3 separate regions of the Mus musculus genome follow, and regions 1 and 2 are each linked to region 3. A link is a contact called in public HiChIP or PLAC-seq and Micro-C data. All regions are on one chromosome and are shown on one strand. The core of a region is the stretch at or near the end of the contact, and the rest is flanking DNA. Distances in the headings are between cores, read along the strand shown.

Region 1 (3,684 bases), core at 1,088-3,587, 1.9 Mb after region 3:
GGTCTCTAGCTTGTCCTCTAGCCCTCCCCCACCCCCCATCTCCTTACTACTATCAGTTGCTTATTTCCTTCCATTTTCATGGCCACCTTGCCATCTTTTCTGTCCTTCTGCTTTTCCTATTCCATGAAAGTAACTATGCCTGGGCATTTAATGTATACATATAATTTTTTTACTTAATTCTAGACTCTGTAGAAGACTGAAAGATGTACCAATCTATGAGCACTAAGCTATTAGGAATTGATTAAATACTATGTACAGAGCAATAATCATAGATACTTTCCAAGGGTATTGTGTCTGTCTACCCACAGGTTTCTGGCCGTAATAGCAATAAGAGTTAAGTGTTTTGAAGTGGACCTCATAGCCTATTAGAAAACTATTGAGTACATCCTTGAAATTCATGTAACAATTGTATCAGTTGGCAATTTTTAGGAGGACAGTCACTTTAATCACTGGGATTTAAAGCCTAGTGTGATTGATTTCTTTCCTCCTCTGGTGGCATAGAACTGCTTCCAGTGCCATGAAAGATATCCATTAGGGATCAAGCTTTCAGATCAATCCTCTTGATTTCTCACATTTCTATAACTTAAGAATGTATCGTGTTTAGCTAAAGAGCTGTACTTCCATATTCGGCAGTGTAATCAAGAACGTTAGCAATAGCATTGTAATGAAAAGGATCTCCCTAGAAAACAAGCCAATACAAAGAGGTAACACATTTCTGCTATTAGGTTTTATATTTGCTAGCCTGTAGTGTCCAGTAAAGAAATGGTTATTCTGTTATCAGTTAACCCTATTGTTTAAATATTGGTATGTGTATTTACATATTAAGGACAGTTTTAGAGTAGTCACTTTCCATATGACTTATTCAAAATGCCTCCAGTATTATTTATCTTTCTCTATGTTCCCTCCTTTATCCTGCTCTTCTATTGCCCTGTTTAATCCTCAATGTATCATAATTTTGCTTTAGCCCTTTATACCACTCACTGGTTTATAAAGCATTCTCTGTCTTTAAATGCATTCCCATACACCTTTACTAGTTTCCTAATCTATATAGTTATTCCAAATACAACACACATATCTGAAAAAATAATATCATCTTTACCTCTGAATTATGTTCTTCTGTGACAAAATTTCAATAACTTTAAGGGAATAAACTTTGAGGTGTTTTGAGGTGCACACAAATCTGTAATTTATGTCCTCATCCTCCCAAGTACCTGAGATTATAGTCCTCCTGCATTATCAGGGGCACTGATAATCTAGCTTTCAAAATTGTATGAAATCATCATGGAATAATGAATGGTGGGATTTTAAGAAACTTTAAATTCAAGGAATAACAGGAAAAAAATCATAGAACCCCTTCTCTTCCTGAGGCCTGTAGCCAAGAGATAAACAAACTTTCCAAGTGTATATGATATCACAGTTAAATACCTGGAAGCAAGAACTAAAAATTAAAAACTCCTACAAGTGTTACGAATGTTCTGATAATTTTTGTTTTACACACATTCATTCACAAACAGGTAAATGCAATGTGTTTATTTAATGACGGTCATGGAATACATAGGTTAGCTTTACCTTAAAAATAATAAACAAATTTGTAACAAAACTATCCAGTGCTTCCCAATTCTTTTAGTTATTACTTAGCAAAATAAAAAATTCGGTCTGGGCATCCAAATCTAAACTCGAAAACCTACACATGTGTAAAAATATAGTTCAGTGGTAGACCATTTGCTTATCATTAAAAAAAAAAATGCCATCTTTCTGTCACAGACTGTGTTCATGTTTCTTTTTCTTTATATGCTTCAATTTGTATTCTATATTATTATGCCAAATGTACAACTGTTATAGGATCTAACCGCGAAACAATATTTGTTAAAAAGTGAGGTGTGTGTTAACTTCGTTTTATATTTTAAGAAATTTTAAAGTCCTAAATAGACATTAAAATACCAAAGTAAGTTTTATTAGAAAATACAGTATTATACTTTGTGCATAATAATTTTTACCATCGATGATTTCATTGTTTCTGCATAAATTACTTCACAAAGGGGTGATTCGTGGGATAATCACAAAGAAAATTTCGGTCCCTGTAGTTTTGCTATTTTTTCTGTGCAGCTTCTCGCTGTCTGATGGAGACATTCCTTAAGGCGATGTTCCCTTCGTTTTTACACATCTTTTAAATTATATGCTTTCTAGAGAATACCGAATGTTGAAAACCCACTTTCAAACTGCTTCGTTTCCACCCCCACCCCCCCTCCCGCCGCCGCCGCCGCCGCTGCCGCCGCCGCCGCTGTCGCTGTCGCCGCTTTAGTCTCCTCTCCGCAAGACCAGCCACAGCAGGAAATGCGTCACAAACCTGCGCAGTGGCTGTGAGGAGCCTGCGGAGGAAAGACAGGCTTGATAACGCAGCGTAGGGAAAGGCTCGGGATGAAGCAGGAGAGTCGGTGGGTCCGTGGGAGAGCAACTTCATAGATGCAGAGGGGACTGAGATGCAGGGGGAAAGGGAGGTTTGCGGAGAGGAAACCTAGAAGGGGGATAACATTTGAAATGTAAATAAACCAATAAAAACTAAAAAAAAAAAAAAAAAAAAAAAAAAAAAGAAACCCGGGGGACCAAAGATTCTCTTCTTTGAGGATTTCTCTGAGCCACAAACAGAGATGGACTGTCAGGCTGAGTTAACTTCCTGTTGTCGCAGGAGCACTGTGTGATTCCGGATTCATCTTCAGTTTTCAGGTTTTGATAAAATCCGAAATCGATTAGCTAAGGAATTCGCAATCATACGGGTTTTAGGAGTCTCGGCATTTTCTACTGAGCTGCTTTTCTGTAGCTGTAGCTTTATAAATGAGCCCTAAGTATTTGCTTTTATAAAGGAAAATACTCCAGCGTTAGCCTTAAATTAGATCGGCGGGGGCGGGATATGGCTCAATCTGCTGTTTATTTTTAAAGTTAAAATATTTACATTGAATTTTCAGGAGGTTTGAAGGCTTAAAAATAAAACGTTCAGTGTGATTTTCTTAAATACAGTGTGAATGTCCTACAGACGTTTTGCTTTTCGTTCTAACATCCAGTAATTTTCTACCAATATAATCTCTAAACAGGAATGATACATACATCCATATATGCATATATGTATGTATATATGTGTGTGTGTGTGTGTGTGTGTGTGTGTATGCTTATATATGATATTTGCTTCAGTCACACAATACATTTTCAAGTATCATGCCACATAATGCATCTTCAAGTGTTTATGCCACAGAAGGGTGTGTGTGTGTTAATTATTCAGTACTCTTTTTAAAACTGGATACAGTGAAGCTGATGATTATGACAGGAAAAAAAAACTTCAACATAGTCTTATGGTTGGGATATTAAGGCTATATCAGATTACATCAGATATTCTTGATTTATTTATAGCTAAGAAGTGTGTGAAGGATCATTGGATAGAAAATTGTTATGCACTAAGAGAGACTCTGGCTGAAGTAGGATCAAAATAATAAGACTTCATCTGGAAAATGGTGCAGGAGAAGAAACACACTCAGTTGTGCATGGTTGTAATTTCTCCCTCCCTTAAAATGATTCTAGTTTAAATACACTTTTATTTAAAAGAGTACAGATATTCAGAAATAAGGTTCTAGATCATAAGGGAAATTTTATTAAAGAAAGACAATTCTCAGATGATGATGTTTTGTTTTTTAT
Region 2 (3,927 bases), core at 550-3,049, 2.0 Mb after region 3:
TGTGGAGAAAGAGGAACACTCCTCCATTGTTGGTGGGATTGCAAGTTTGTACAACCACTCTGGAAATCAGTCTGGTGATTCCTCAGAAAATTGGACATAGTACTACCGGAGGATCCAGCAATACCTCTTCTGGGCATATATCCAGAAGATGCCCCAACCGGTAAGAAGGATACATGCTCCACTATGTTCATAGCATCCTTATTTATAATAGCCAGAAGCTGGAAAGAACCCAGATGCCCCTCAACAGCAGAATGGATACACAAACTGTGGTACATTTACACAATGGAGTACTACTCAGCTATTAAAAAGAATGAATTTATGAAATTTCTAGGCAAATGGATGGACCTGGAGGGCATCATCCTGAGTGAGGTAACCCAATCACAAAGGAACTCTCACAATATGCACTCACTAATACGTGGATATTAGCCCAGAAACTTAGGATACCCAAGATATAAGATATAATTTGCTAAACACATTAAACTCAAGAGAATGAAGACCAAAGTGTGGTCACTTTGCCCCTTCTTAGAATAGGAAACTAAACACCCATGGAAGGAGTTACATTTGGAAGTGTGACGAAAGGATGTACCATCTAGTGATTGCCATATCCAGAGATCCATCCCATGATCAGCTTCCAAACGCTGACACCATTGCATACACTAGCAAGATTTTGCTGACAGGACCCAGATATAGTTGTCTCTTGTGAGACTATGCCAGGGCCTAGCAAACACAGAAGTGGATGCTCACAGTCAGCTATTGAATGGACCACAGGGCCCCCAATGGAGGAATTAGAAAAAGCACCCAAGGAACTAAAGGGAACTGCAACCCTATAGGTGAAACAACAATATGAACTAAGCAGTACCCCGGAGCTCTTGTCTCTAGCTGCATATGTATCAAAAGATGGCCTAGTCGGCCATCAATGCAAAGAGAGGCCCATTGGACTTGCAAACTTTATATGCCCCAGTACAGGGTAACGCCAGGGCTAAAAAGGGGGAGTGGGTGGGTAGGGGAGTGGGGGGGTGGGTATGGGGGGACTTTAGGTTTAGCATTGGAAATGTAAATGAGCTAAATACCTAATAAAAAATGGAAAAAAATTTAAAAAAAAGAGGCAGAATCTCGATGAACTCTGAGTTAAAAGCAATTCTCATCTAAAAAGTGAGGTCCCAGTCCAGCAAATTCTAATGAATAAAACACTGTTTCAAAATAAACAAATGAAAATAAATTAAAAAAATATATCATAGTAACATTTATTTAAAGACAGGAGGAAAAAATTTCATCACTGAATGATAAAACAGTGCTTTTATTAAACCAAATATTACGTTCATCCTAAGGGTTTATTTTTCGTGAACACATAGGAAATTTTAAAGATACATCTAATTAAGTAAAACCTGATTAATGCAGAATGTTGTTTAAGTAGCAGTTTTTAATAATCGATAGTGATTTCTCCTGATGGTACTACAAGAATCTACAGCTTTTGGAATTTCCCTAGTTTGCTTACAATTTTTCTAAGCACTTTTTCTTTCCTTGGTATAGAGATATGAAGGTGAATATAATTCAATATTATGTAGTCATCATTGCACAGAAAACATCTTGAGTATATTCCTGACCAATTTATGTAGGGGTTTATGAAGACCCTCCTCTTTCATACTAGCAATAGGACAGCTTACAGCTCATGGCCACCTGCTTTTGTCATTAGCTTTACAAAAGATTTGAATGCCTGCAGCCTGGCAAACATCCACGCATGCGTGATTGGAAGGCTGTGCAGGCTCTCTAAAACAGGCTGGGGGTTGGGAGTGTGATTAGTCAAGTCAGTGCAGCAGGTCCTGCTCAGAGAAGAGGCAGCCAAAGATGCCTGTCACATCCACCCTAGGAAAGGACAGGAAGGCAATACAGCAAACAAGGTCAGCTCCCACTTTGACCCCTCGTTTCTTTCATAGTAGATTCATAGTAGAACATGATTTGTGCACATTAAGTTTTGCAAATTTGTTGGGATTAGAACATTATTCTATAGATCTCAAGTCTTTAGCTGAAGAATCAGATGAGAAAGCTATGAGATCAGGACCTGGCTTCCTTTGTCCTGTCCTGTGTTGTGTTGTCTGCAGTGCCCCTCCCCTTCATGCTTCAATCTGCCCTGTCACATCAGCTCAGTTCTCTTACAGGGTGAACATTAACATTTCAAAGAGCTGACAGTACTGTGGATTATTGGTGTGTAGGACAAACTGCAGTCAGGAAGAAAAAAAGAACAATTATATTTACAGGGATGTTTCATAAAAATAATATTCCTAAGGGAATTTAAGTCAGATTCTGCTGTGCCCTGAAGGATGGGAAGGGATTAAAGCACTTGAGGGTTAACATAGAGATTATCATCAGAGGGAAGACACAACAGATAATGGTAGGTCTCAGTTTTGGGATGGAAAGGATCATCAGGTACATATGACTTTTGACACTATGATACCTATAACACAGGAATGAAGAGTCCAAAGTGGCTTTAAGAAAGAGTAGTGGAGAGTAAATTCAGGTGTGTGAACTACCAACATATGAAAAGATGGGATATCTTTCACACACACACACACACACACACACACACACACACACACACGTATACAGTAGTAGAGAATAAACCTTTTTTTCTGTGATTTCATAATGTAATCTAATTTGAATGTTTACAGTCCTTTAGTGTCTTTATATATTTGTTATTTATTATTATTATTATTATTATTATTATTATTATTATTTTGTTATGTTGTTCAGATTAAACAATAAACTAGTGAATTAGTAAGAACTTTCTTTGGATATATAATGTATTTCTTTATTTTGCTTTGTCCCTTGATTTTACTGAAGTTTATAGATATTCAAAATAGCATGGTGATTTTTTGTTCATTTTCCATCAGATAAATAGGAAAGAGTGTGTGTTGTCTTTTGTTTTTGTTTTTGTTTGTTTGTTTGTTTGCAGGTGTTTTTGTAAGTGTATTTTGTTTTTCATTATAAAATGGTGTTGTATTTTATTTTTATTGAAAATTAATTTTAACACAATAAATTACAGTTTTCTCTTTTTCCTTCTCCTCCCAGTTCCTCCCTACCTCCCTTTCCTTCTAGGTCCAATCCCTTTCTGTCTTTCATTAGAAAAGCACATCCAAATGATAGCAACTAAACATAGCAAAATGAAATATAATAAAATAAACCAAAAACATAATGTTGTGGGTGGAGAATGCAACCTGATAGAAGGAAAAGTACCACAGGAGCAGGCACAAGCATAAGAGACACATTGGTTAACACATTCAGGAATCCCACAAAAACACTAAACTGAATGTTATAGCATATGTATAGAAGACCCAGTGCAGTCTATTGTAGGCTCCTGAACAGAGAGGTACAAAGAGCTATGTCCTTTCGCAGGTATCATATATGTTTGTATGTGTGTGTGTGTGTGTATGTATGTATGTATGTATGTATGTATATATGTATGCAATTTATATATACATATAATTGATATATAAATAAATAATTTATATATGAATATTATGTACATTACAAATAAAAATATAACAATGTTATGTATAACATAAATTTATATATTTATATAATGTAAATAATACTTTGTCTATGATTTCTTTCTCAAACTATTTATGTCATAAACATAACATTTCAGGTTTTTTTATCCTGGAATTTTGCTGGATGTGGTTATTAGCATTATGCAGTTTCTGGTGGCATATTTAGCACATTTTTTTACTTATAGAATCATATCATATTTAAATTATAATTAATTGATTTCGGCATTTCCTACTCCTATCGCCTTTATATCTTTCCCTCTTGTTGCTTACCTACGACTCCTAATACTGTACTGAATAAGACAGGAAGTGTGACCTTCCTTGTCTTGTTCTTAATTTCAATGAAAGTGCTTTGAGTTTCTAATCATTTACTAGGATGCTATCC
Region 3 (3,970 bases), core at 1,025-3,524:
TACAAATATTCAAAATTCTTTCATTTATGAATGGTAGGTAGTTTGGTATGTAAGGCTAGGAATTATACTCTAAGCTTTTTTGTCTTTAAAAATCAGTCAGGGTGTTAAGCCCAAAGAGAAAGCATATTCTAGACAGTTCAAATGTCTCTTTGAACTTTGTCAAAGCTATCATACAAATAAAAACATCATAATGACTATGTGAAGGAGAAATCGACAACCAAAAGTTCCTTAGTTCACAATGAAAACTGAAAGAATGATGATCAAACAAGTTTTCCTTCAAAAATATTGCATGTTGATCATGGAGCACCTATTATGTTTAAGTAAAAATGAGTTTCAGTTGATTACAATGAAGTTCACAGAATAAAAAACCTTAATTGCCACAAATTCAATCCACTTCAAATGTTTAAGTATCATTTATCCCTGTATACATGAGACACAAATTGTTCTTTTCTTATTGAATTTTTGGACATCAAACTTGATAAATATGCATACAAAGCAGATGAGTTTTCTATATACAAATAGCATTTTTGCCTGTTAATGAACTAATTACTTTCTGCTTCTAACAAGTCTTATTCCTTTTCTTTTCTTTTGCTTTTTTCCCTCTATTGTACAAGTGGGCACTTTAAAACAATATAAGCTTTTCAACCTTTATGTTCATTTCAGAGTCCACATTTTAAAATACCTCATATCAAAATTTTCTTAAGCATATGTAGAACATACCTAATAGATCTTTATTTTTGTTTCTGATATTTTTACTAATCTATCTATCTATCTATCTATCTATCTATCTATCTATTTATGACCATTTAATGAAAGTTTCAAGTTTCATATTCAAATCTTTTCCCCACTCTCATCTGCTAGTTCTTACTTAGGTCTTTTATAAATTAGTGGCACTAAAAACATCTCATTGTTTTGAGGTTTCTTATTACTTAATGTCAGTTCTTTTGAAGTATGTGATGCTGGAGATCTGAGCCTTTTATTATTTTCCTTCATAAGTTACACAAGAAAAATTTTGCCTATTCTATTGTTCTTATTTCATGTTTACTTTGACTTCATCCCCCCTTATCTATATTGTTTGATTATGTTCCTCTTATCTTGTTTTATCGTTGTTGGATTTATTTAGTTGAGACTTATATTTTGAGTTGGATGATTATATCATATGCTTTCAGAGTTTTTTAACCTTAGGTTGTGAGACTCCTTCCAATAAAATTATTTTTCTGAGCATAATTTCATTTTTTTAAATAGTAAATAAAATATTTGAAGCATTGCTAATTCAAGTTAGTGGGTGAGGAAAGGAAGAAAGCATGATTATTACTAAAAATAAAAACCCACGTAAAACTATACTATAAAATTTAGTATGCCACTGTAGTAAGTACATGTAGCAGTGTAGAACTACATATAAAATTATTAGCCCAATAGTATATATCTGCAAAATGAAAAGAAAAAGAAAAAGAACTGGCTCAGTGCAGAAATGGAAATGAGACACTTTGGGGTGCAAAGAGGAGCTGGTATTATGAAAAGCTCTGTAGAGCAGAATGGGATGAAAAGGAAGGCAGGGAACAAAGGGTCTCCGAATCCAACCAACAGAGAAAAGTTAAAGCCTGGGTCATTCTCAGACCTTGCCTTATTAAGTCTTCATCAGGGTTGGGCAAAGTCCAGGCTTCTACATTGTTGGGGGTCCGGGAGAATGTAACAAAGGCAGGAAAGTGAAAGGCTCTGAGTAGCCTCGGGGCAGGGGATTCCCTCCTAATTAAAGTGCACGCAAATTAACCCTTCAAGGGAAAAAAAGACCCAAAGAATCCTGTCAGATCTACAAGCATTGAAGGAGAAACGCTTTGGCAGGGACACTGTCCGATCTTAAAAATTAGTAGCCTATAAACAAACGACAGAAGAAACTGAAAAATAATTTTTAATGTGAGTGAAATGTTTTATGTTCAAGCAGCAGACGGTAAAGGCAATGTGTGTAGCGTTTTCTTAACACACACACACAAATAAACTGCAATGTATACAACTGAAACCTGGAGAGTTTAAAACATCAACCTTGAGGGGAAACACTGTGGAAACGGGGATTGGGGGGTTCAGAGTCGCACTTAGAAAGCCGGCAGAAGCCCATCCCAGTGTCTCAAGCAGAAACAGGCACGCGAAAAACATGGCGGAAGCAACTTCCGGTGAAGCCCTAGGAATGGTGTTACAACCGGAAGTGTCCGCCTGCCTGTAAACAGGTAGGAACTAAAGTTTCCAGGGAACGGGGAGCAGGTGGGAAGACAAAAATCGATGCACTTCGCTCCGAGAAGAAGCTGGTCGAGCCATCTCCAGCTCCGCAATTCAAGCACAAAAAAGATATAATATTCGGGTTTTTGGACAGTGTTAGAGGCACGCTGTAAGATGGAAGAGTCTACAGCTCCCATTGAGGCCCACGCGGCCGCCGGCGCCGAGGCAGGTGCTGAAGGGGGGGAGGGTGTGTCTGTTCCCCCCCCTCCTCAGTTTGAGGCTGCTGGAGCTTCTGCGGGAGTCAGCTCGGCCCCTCTGCAGCAGGCATCGGGTCTGGCACCGCTCCTGGTGACTCCAGGCCCAGCGATCCGGCGCGCGGCGAGTTTGAGGCCAGCGCCAGCCGAAGGGGGCGGGGCCCGGTCTGGTCCGGAGCGCAACAGTGGCAGCTGGACGAAGCAAATCCTCTGCAGGTATTATCTGCATGGGCAGTGCAAGGAGGGCGATAACTGTCGCTACTCTCACGACCTTTCTGGGCGGCGGAGATCTAGGGGGGGGCAAGATGCTCAGCCTCGGGCCTCTGCAGACAGAGGACCCAAGATGGCCACTCGCTGGGAGCCCCCGACTCAGGAAGTGGCGGAAGCCCCCCCTGCTGCATCCTCAAGCTCCTTGCCTCTGATTGGCTCGGCTGCTGAAAGGGGCTTCACTGAAGCTGAGATTGACAATGCAGGCATTCGCTCAGCTGCTGAAAGGGGCTTCTCTGAAGCCGAGATTGACAATGCAAGCCTTGCAGCAGGTGCTGCAGCGGGAGCGGGTGCAGAAGGCTGGGAGGGGGCAATTGAATTTGTTCCTGGACAGCCTTACCGAGGTCGCATGGTCCCCCCGCATGGTCCCGAGGCTCCTCTGCAGAGCCCGGCAATTGAGAGAGAGCATATGGCTATGGGCATGGGGATGCCGATGCCAGTGCCAATGCCAATGCCAGTGCCAATGCCAGTGCCAATGCCGCTGCCGCTTTGCCGCTATGCTGCCCGGGGACAATGCCTCCGTGGGGACAGGTGTGCATACCCCCATGGAGAAATATGCGACATGTGCGGGCAGCAGGCCTTGCACCCTTGGGATGCAGCTCAGCAGGAAGCTCATAGAAGGGCCTGCGTTGAAGCACACGAGAGAGATATGGAACTCTCTTTTGCTGTGCAGCGCAGCATGGACAAAGTGTGTGGCATCTGCATGGAGGTGGTCTATGAGAAAGCTGACCCCAGCGACCGCCGCTTTGGCATTCTTTTCAGCTGCAACCACACCTACTGTCTTAGGTGTATCCGCAGGTGGAGAAGTGCCACACAGTTTGAGAACAGGATCAGTAAGTCCTGCCCACAGTGCAGGGTCTCCTCTGGCTTTGTCATTCCTAGTGAGTTTTGGGTGGAGGAGGAAGAGGAGAAGGAGAAACTTGTTCAGCAGTATAAGGAGGGGATGAGCCAGAAAGCGTGCAGGTATTTTGCTGGAGGCCTAGGTCACTGCCCATTTGGAGAATTCTGTTTTTACAAGCATGAATACCCCGAGGGCTGGAGAGATCAGCCTCCAAGACCAGATGGTGGTGGATCATCAAGCGCATACTGGCATCAAGTTTTGGAGCCTGTGCAGTTGCGAGAGGGAAACGTGCTGTTTAAAAGCCGTAAAAAAGAGCATTCTGTGCTTCGCCTGGCCAATCAGTTGCTTAAGAAGTTGCTTTGCCTGAGAGGCAGTTCTTCCTTCTCTGATGACCGTT

The links. Hi-C and Micro-C count contacts between places; a contact is called where the count stands out from the background. HiChIP or PLAC-seq counts read pairs in DNA pulled down with a chosen protein or histone mark.
Region 1: a contact with region 3 is called in a Micro-C map of the G1E-ER4 cell line. The contact joins the enhancer-like site here to the promoter of Mkrn3 in region 3. A contact is called at or near these places in 3 of 39 promoter capture datasets (embryonic stem cells and liver), 1 of 484 Hi-C or Micro-C datasets (the G1E-ER4 cell line), 4 of 115 datasets of contacts at active chromatin or transcription factors (astrocytes, embryonic stem cells and stem cell-derived neural progenitor cells) and 1 of 9 other capture datasets (embryonic stem cells).
Region 2: a contact with region 3 is called in an H3K4me3 HiChIP or PLAC-seq map of stem cell-derived neural progenitor cells, with 8 times the contacts expected there. The contact joins the promoter of Snhg14 here to the promoter of Mkrn3 in region 3. A contact is called at or near these places in 1 of 39 promoter capture datasets (embryonic stem cells) and 1 of 115 datasets of contacts at active chromatin or transcription factors (stem cell-derived neural progenitor cells).

The regions. Positions count from the first base shown.
Region 1 is chr7:60,491,209-60,494,892 of GRCm38.p6, reverse strand. No RefSeq gene overlaps it. Among named protein-coding and RNA genes, the nearest start is that of Snhg14, 43 kb to the right of the region's middle. Within about 2 kb of position 2,337, at least 63 of the 459 cell types and tissues checked have an H3K27ac peak or open chromatin away from gene starts, as enhancers often do. A contact at or near this core is called in the G1E-ER4 cell line, where this site is marked.
Region 2 is chr7:60,448,049-60,451,975 of GRCm38.p6, reverse strand. Snhg14 (small nucleolar RNA host gene 14) reads left to right here and starts at 1,799. Exons shown (of 172, transcript NR_146211.1): 1 at 1,799-1,898. It also overlaps a transcript of Snrpn not described here.
Region 3 is chr7:62,418,457-62,422,426 of GRCm38.p6, reverse strand. Mkrn3 (makorin, ring finger protein, 3) reads left to right here and starts at 2,274. Exons shown (of 1, transcript NM_011746.3): 1 at 2,274-3,970. The coding sequence starts at 2,386. The region is part of intron 1 of Gm32061 (predicted gene, 32061); the gene reads left to right.